Linked DNA regions of Mus musculus: region 1 is linked to region 2. Evidence: chromatin contacts called from public promoter capture Hi-C data. All regions are on one chromosome and are shown on one strand. The core of a region is the stretch at or near the end of the contact, and the rest is flanking DNA. Distances in the headings are between cores, read along the strand shown.

Evidence for each region. Promoter capture Hi-C pulls out the DNA fragments that hold promoters and counts their contacts.
Region 1: a contact with region 2 is called in a promoter capture Hi-C map of hippocampal neurons, with 2.9 times the contacts expected there. The contact joins the promoter of Ccne2 here to the enhancer-like site in region 2. A contact is called at or near these places in 2 of 39 promoter capture datasets (hippocampal neurons and liver).

Annotation. Positions count from the first base shown.
Region 1 is chr4:11,189,698-11,193,219 of GRCm38.p6, reverse strand. It overlaps Ccne2 (cyclin E2), which reads right to left and starts at 1,511. Exons shown (of 12, transcript NM_001282943.1): 1 at 1,405-1,511; 2 at 503-539; 3 at 309-405; 4 at 174-227. The coding sequence starts at 516. A630034I12Rik (a long non-coding RNA gene) reads left to right here and starts at 1,990. Exons shown (of 3, transcript XR_001784240.1): 1 at 1,990-2,075.
Region 2 is chr4:9,638,622-9,642,105 of GRCm38.p6, reverse strand. It overlaps Asph (aspartate-beta-hydroxylase), which reads left to right. Exons shown (of 24, transcript NM_023066.3): 2 at 2,759-2,908. Among named protein-coding and RNA genes, the nearest start is that of Asph, 29 kb to the left of the region's middle. Within about 2 kb of position 1,810, at least 27 of the 459 cell types and tissues checked have an H3K27ac peak or open chromatin away from gene starts, as enhancers often do. A contact at or near this core is called in hippocampal neurons, where this site is marked.

The sequences.
Region 1 (3,522 bases), core at 262-2,761, 1.6 Mb before region 2:
ACCAAAGGGAACCAGCTGCTTCTAAGCCATCTACACTGCAGCTGTAGGACTCAGGCTTATATGAACCTCCTTCAAGTTCACCTCTAAAGTATCAGAATCTTCCCACTATAAGGCAATAACACATGATTCCACTCTTATTCTTCCCCAGCCCACCCTGTCCAGTTCTGCATTACCCTAATCTCATACTGATGCTTCTTGGTGATCTCCTCTTTTCTTTTTTTGACATCCTGAAGAATAGAAAAGAACATGTAAACTAAGGTTTCAGCAAGGAATATTTTTCCCTTTCTCCCTCTTTTTCCTTAAATCACCTGTGCTGTTTTTCTCTTCTTGGCCTGAATTATCTGGGTTTCTTGCGGAGAGTCTGGCTGGTTGGGCTGGGCATGTTGCTTAGCTTGTAAACGGCTACTGTGATGAATTGTAGAAAGGAAGCTTAATTAGTACGTCATATATTTCAAAAGCAGCAGCTAATTTTGAAACATGTCTCCAAGACTAACACTGTTACCTGCGTCTTGACATTCTCTTCAAGGACTATGAAACCTCTAAATAGGGGAGAAGAAAAACAAAATCAAGAACATAGTCATCCATAATCTTCAAGTTCCAAATTAAAACTGATTCAGAAGTTACCAACTAACGTTACTAGAAGGTGGCCTAAACCTTTAAAAATAAAACACTGCACTATTTTCTGAAATACACTCGCTATCTCAGTAATTTTACATTCATGCTTTCATTTCCTTAACTGTACACTGGGAACGCGAGTGCGTTCAGGAATTTGCAAAGTCCCCTAGCACCCTTAGATGATCATCTGGGCCATTCATGCACTCCCCAGGACAACCAGGGTGGGAAAGGCACGTCCTGGCCTCGGCCGCCAGGCGCCTGGACGAGCCTCCAAGAGCGGGCTGTGGAGAAGCCGGTTCCGCGCCAATTTGGAGAGCGGCTGTGGCGGGGAAGCAGGGGGTGGAGGGAACCTTCTGGTGTCACGTCCTCCAGGCTCCTTTCCCTCCTTCCCAGCCCCACCCGGCGGGCAGTGTCGCTTGCAGGGGTGACGGGACCCCAATTCCAGAAGAGCAGAAGGAAAGGGGGGGGGGAATTAAAGGAGAAAACCGTGCTTAAGAATCTCTCCGTGAAGTGATCCCACCTTAATCCTCTCGCGCGGGAGACCTTCCCCAAGTGAGGATGGACAGAGAAGCTCCCAGAGAAGCTTTGCCGTGGCCTCTCATTTGGGGACACACTCCATCCCCTGCCTCTGCTTGGCCTCCTGACAAGAATCCTGACAGGGACCAACCTCGGGAACCCCTGAATTCCAGTCTCCTACTTCTTGTCCCACCCCCGCCCCCCATTTTTCCTCTCCCATGGCTCCCGCCAGACGTGGTTCCCTTAGCTCCCGCATGCCCCTGTCCCCAATACCTCCTCACCGCCAGACCCTCCACAGCTCGGCTCAGCTGGCGCCGGCGCCAACTCAATATATAGGCCGGGCCCGGACCGCCCCGCACGCATGCGCCGCAGACTGACACCTCGGCCGGCGCCTTCCCCTCCCCCACCCGCGCCCGCCCAGCTCGCCCGCGCGCGCCGCGCCCTGCCCTCAGTGCGCGCGGACGGGCTGGCGGGCGGGCGGGCGCCGAGTGGCCGTACGGCTGCCCTCCTGGACCGTGCTCCTCCGCCCCTCTCGGCGCTTCACCTGCGCGCGCCGCGGCTGCACGGCTCAGAGGCTCCTCCCCCATGCTGGTTGCCCACCACAGGCTCCCGCACGCCTTCCAGTTCGCGCCGGGCCCCCTCACGGTGGCTCTTAGATCTCGGAGTGTCAGGCTACGGTTCGGCTCCGCGTTTTGGCAGAGGCCTTGGGAGGGCTGGGGTGGGGAACCCCAAGTCTCCTCAGAGGCACGGGGAGCGGGAGCCTAGGGCCCACCCCTCCGGGAGGAGCCGGCCAATGGCAGGAGAGGACGGCAGCACAACGTGGAGCGGCCGCAGAATGTAAACACGCCGGAGCGCGCCGCCCGCCACGTGCGGAGCCGGAGCCATCCGCCGGGCGACGAGCGGGCGGCGGCGCACAGGAAGGTGCCTCAGCGCGGCCGGACGAGGTACGTGGGAGCCTTGTCCCCGCGCGCCGCCGAGCGGCCACTCCGCTCTTGCCTACGGCTCCCTCCCAGAGCCCGCGCGGGAAATATTGGCGCCGCGCGCTGCCTTTCTCCTCAGACGCCTGTTCCGGGCGCTGACCACCTCTCGGGACTCCAGCGGGCGCCCTCCCCGTCCGCACGCACGAGCGCCGAGGCTCTGGGGACCTGGCCGGAGAGCAGGACGGTCCGCACCACGTGCGCGCCCGGGCCGCGCCGCGCCGCGCCGCGCCCCGCCCCGGCCCTGCCCGGCAGCCAGCGCGCCCTGCGGAGCCCGCGCGAACTGCCTGCGCGGGAGCGCCTCCCGCCTGCGAGCGCTGCCGGGACGTGGCGGGCCGCCCCGCGCCGCTCCTAAGCCCCGGGCTCCGACTACCTCTCGGCGCCCTGCGCACCCTCAGGCCGGGCTTGCGGGTGACACGGCACACACAGTCCCGTGGCGCGACGCCGCTTGGGGAACAAAGACCACCCCCAGGCCGCGGAAGCGCAGGAAGGGCTCCCGCAGGCCGGCGGTCCCGCGCTTAGCCATCCTGGTCCGGAGTGAGCCGGTGCGAGGGCGCCAAGGACAGCGGCCGCGCGGCCCGGCCCTTCCCGAGATGCACCTGGAGGCCTCCGGCCGCGGTGGGCCTTTTGTGCCACGCTGTGGTTAAGAGCCCAGGAAGGCCCTCGTCACACTTCCCGGGTCTTCGCATGGTCCTTCACACCGGCTAAAGCTTACTTTCCCAGCTTTACACGTAGACAGGATCAGAGGAGACCCAGTGCCTTGTCTAGGCCTAAGGAGCGTTCACCCAACCCATAATTGCTTATCAAGACTGGGGGGGGGGGGGGGAGTTACCTCCCTTTGCTGGAGCTGTCGTCTTGTACAGCTTGAGATCTAACCCGTTATGGCAAGAAAGCAGAGGTGTGTTATCTGAGTGGAAGTAAAACTGATGGCCTACAGCCCCGCTCCATAGTGACTTCAAGACCAGCCTAGATTATGTGAGACACTGTCCTAAAAGTGCCAACTGGTGGCCTATGTAGGTGAACTTGGCCAGGATACACTGAAAACGAGGGCTGTCGTTTACATGGGATTGGTCTTAAGTATCATAAGTCCAACCGCATAAGTTAGTGTACGTACGTCATTAAAAATGTACTGTGGGCATATCTAAGTATTACGTGAACAGAGTAGCCATAGGAAAAGCAAAATTAGAATGATTGAATCAACGAAAACTAAGATAGCAAGCTGGCAGTGGTGGTGCACACCTTTAAGATCAGAACTCAGATGGCAGAAGCAAGGGACCTCTTAAGTTTGAGGCCAGCCTCTGCTATAGAGTGAGTTCCAGGACAGCCAAGGCTAGGCAGCAAAACCCTGTCTTGAAAAACCAAAAATAAATTAAAAAGTAAAACAAGGTACTTACAAGCCTTTATACATTCAGAA
Region 2 (3,484 bases), core at 561-3,060:
AGGGATAAAGTATTTTTAACAATTTGCTATTTTAGTTAATGAGGAACAGTAGGAAAAGGTGGTGTCTGGCAGAATATCCAAGAACAGATAAGACAAGAACCCAGTTTATTGTAGTTTTATCATTGATTTTAACTGAATGTATTTCATTTTAAAGAAAGATTTAGTTTTGTTTTTTAGTTATGGGTGTGCATACATGAGTTCAGCTTCACACAGAGGCTGGCGACCTTGCAGTCCTTTGAAGCTGAGTTACAGGCTGGTGTGAGCCACTGCTGTGGGTCCTGGGAAGTGAACATGAGAGCGGTGCACACTCGGTCACTGGGCCATCTCTCCATCATGGACTTCTCTGGATGTTATATAAGATTAAGAAGGGCCTTTTCTTATGGCTTAGGAAGATGTCTTCCTGTTTATAAAAGTGTAGTAAACTAAACCCTGAACACTGCTATTGATGGTGCCCTCCTGCTCCGAGGACTTAGTCATTTCTTCCCTCATTTTGAAACATTCCAGAGATAGCTTATTTTGTATTATTTTAATGATTTATTAAATTTTATAATGTGATTATTTATGACTTTTAAAAATATTAGAAACCATGTTCTCCAACAATAAAAGATCTTCTTTAGCCATAATTTTATAAATGTAGTTACAGGAATATACTTAAGTATACACATGTGTTTGAGTGTGTACACACACTAAGACTGAGTTAGTCTTTTGATCTCTTGAGGTTGTGATCTACTAATGGATTTAAAACGTGAATATTCTTGGGATTGGAATACTGGCTCAGTTGGTGAGAACATAGGTTGCTCTTGCAGAAGACCTGGGCACACCCACGTAGTAGCTTACAACCTGCCATAGCTCCAGTTCCGGATGACCTCTTCTGACCTTTATAGGCACCAAGCACTCATATGGTGCACAAAACACTCATAACGCATAAAATAAATCTAAGAAAAGAATATCCTTTTAACAAACAGTTTCAGTTCTCTTTCTGAGTAATGCATTGGAATTATTTAATTGCCTGAAGCTGCTAGTTCTTTTAGTAGCATGTGTGGAGGTAGAAGGTGGGTTCTGAGTAAAAGCTGATGGAGATGCGAGTCATGCAGGTCAGCCCTCTTTAGACGCTGAGGACTTAGGACCGCAGAGGTCATTTCCTGAGCTTTGCAGTGCCGATGAGGGTGAGGATTCCTGTCCTTGAGAATTCAGGGGTTTCTAGGCAGGAAATGCCCCATGCAAGGGATGCTTAGGGATACTGGTGAATAATCCCGGGACCCCTCTGCCTTTGGGCTGGGGAAACTCAGCATGTTGGATGTTGTGGCACGTGAGAAACAGTTGCACAGAATGAACAATGTCCTGCTTAAGCCTCTAGAAATACCTTTAGCAGAAATGTGGGCAAGTTGCCATGAGGGCCACATGTATGTAGCAGTGCTCGGGCCAGTGCTGTGGGAAGAGCCCACAGTGCCACTCATACCTGGCATTGTCCTTCTGTAAGATGGAGCAAGGTTTCCTTTTCCCAGATGCCCTTTGGGGATATGATATAACCTTCTAAGTATATTTGTTTATAATTGTGGAATATAACATTCTTTTAAAAGTGAATATGATGCTAATTTATAAAAAAGTATTGACTTTTTTTTATTAGTAATGACCAGTGACTTCTGTTTATTTGACCATTAGAAGAATATTTCTGGAGGATTATAAGGCACATAAAACATAGCAAACGTGATAAACGACACTTGGTGAACAGCAGTTTACAGAGCTGTTTCCTGCATTGAGTCCAGTTGGCAAGGCCTGCTTCCTGCCTTCCCACGCCCTACTGGGTCTCCTGGAGGAGGGAGATGGAACTGGGCTGGATTGCTTCTTTTTGTCTGTGATTTCTGTTTTTGTACCTCCTCTCTCTCACCTTTCCCAATATTGCATAATTTTAGAGGGAATTGTCTCCTTCTGTGGCGGTTATGACTCAGGACTGTGTACAATGTAAATAGGATATGGAAAAAGGTCCATAGGCACCTCTTGATTTCATTTAATTTATACTCACTGAACTTCAAGGGTTCTAGGGTGGGTTTCTGATTGCGTGTAGGCAAGAGATATCGCTCCATAAGAAAATAGCAACTCACCAGCACCAGGAAAAGCCAGCTTCCAGTAAAGGAGCCAGCAGAGCCGTAAGGCACCAGGAAGATCAGCACAGCCATTCAGGGATTAGAGAGCCATGTAGGACGGAGAGCCACAGAAGGGGAAGGCAAAACAGATTGCCTGTCCCCATGTCCATGCCACCTGCTAAAGACTTGGATGCTGTAGCAAAATGAAAACTGAACAGCTTTGGCTAGTTGAAAACTTACATTTTTTGATAATACAAGATAACAGTGAGAAATATCAAAACGGGACCAGTATTTTCCTTGGTACAGGAAGGCAAGAACCTGAAGTTTCAGGAAGGCAGATGACATACCAGTGTCTGCTAATTAGCACGAGAGGCAGGACATGTGGCCGTGCAGACTCTTTTGACAAAGGACTTGGGAGGAATTCTATTTAAAAGCAAAACCAAAGTGTAACCCAATCAGGAGTTTGCTTGTGTTCAAAATTAAGATTATTTAAGCATGGTGATTGAGTAAGCAGAAGCTTCTCGTGTTCAGAGTCATTAATTTATGGAGTGCACTTTGAGAATTTAGTTAAAACGTGTTTCTGAAATGATTTATCAAATTACTGTCAAAATGGTGTTCAGCCAAGTATCTTCTTCCGCTGTGATGACACATGCCATTTTTCTCTCTCCACACAGAGGCAAAGCACGGAGGACACAAGAATGGGAGAAGAGGAGGGATTTCAGGAGGGTCCTTTTTCACATGGTTCATGGTCATTGCATTGCTCGGCGTCTGGACATCTGTGGCTGTCGTGTGGTTTGACTTGGTCGATTATGAAGAAGTTCTAGGTAAGAACTAGGGTATGATTTCTCTAGTGAGCTTGTAAGAGTGAAAATCCAAGGATTGTTATTTCTTCTCTTGTATTATGACAGGTTGTAGCTTCCCACCAACTCTTGAAAAAGCAAAGGGCTGCCCCAGAGTAGTGACCTGAATCTTGAAGATTTCTGTGTAGGCTCTCTATTTATTGTGGTATATGGATGCTTCCATCAAAACAAATTTTGTTAAATTCATTTTCGCTATTTTCTGCACTCTTTATTTTCTGTTCAGGTTTATTATGAATTTTAAAAAATTCTAGATCATGAACTGATTCCTTTAGTGGGTATAGATCTGAAGTAGCATCTTATTGTATAGCCCAGGTTGGCCTGGAACCTACAATGATCCTCCTGCCTTGGCTTCCAAGTGTTAGGGTTACAGATGTGAGCTGCCGTGGTTGGTTGATGGCAAAACCTTTCTCTAGAGAGAGTTTTCAAGGAACACCTACCTGCCCATGTCTGATGAGATAAGAGTGTGTGTGCACGGCTGGGTGAGTTCTGGGTGGACCACGTGGTTAGGTAGGGGGCATCTCCATCCTCATTTGAGGAAGT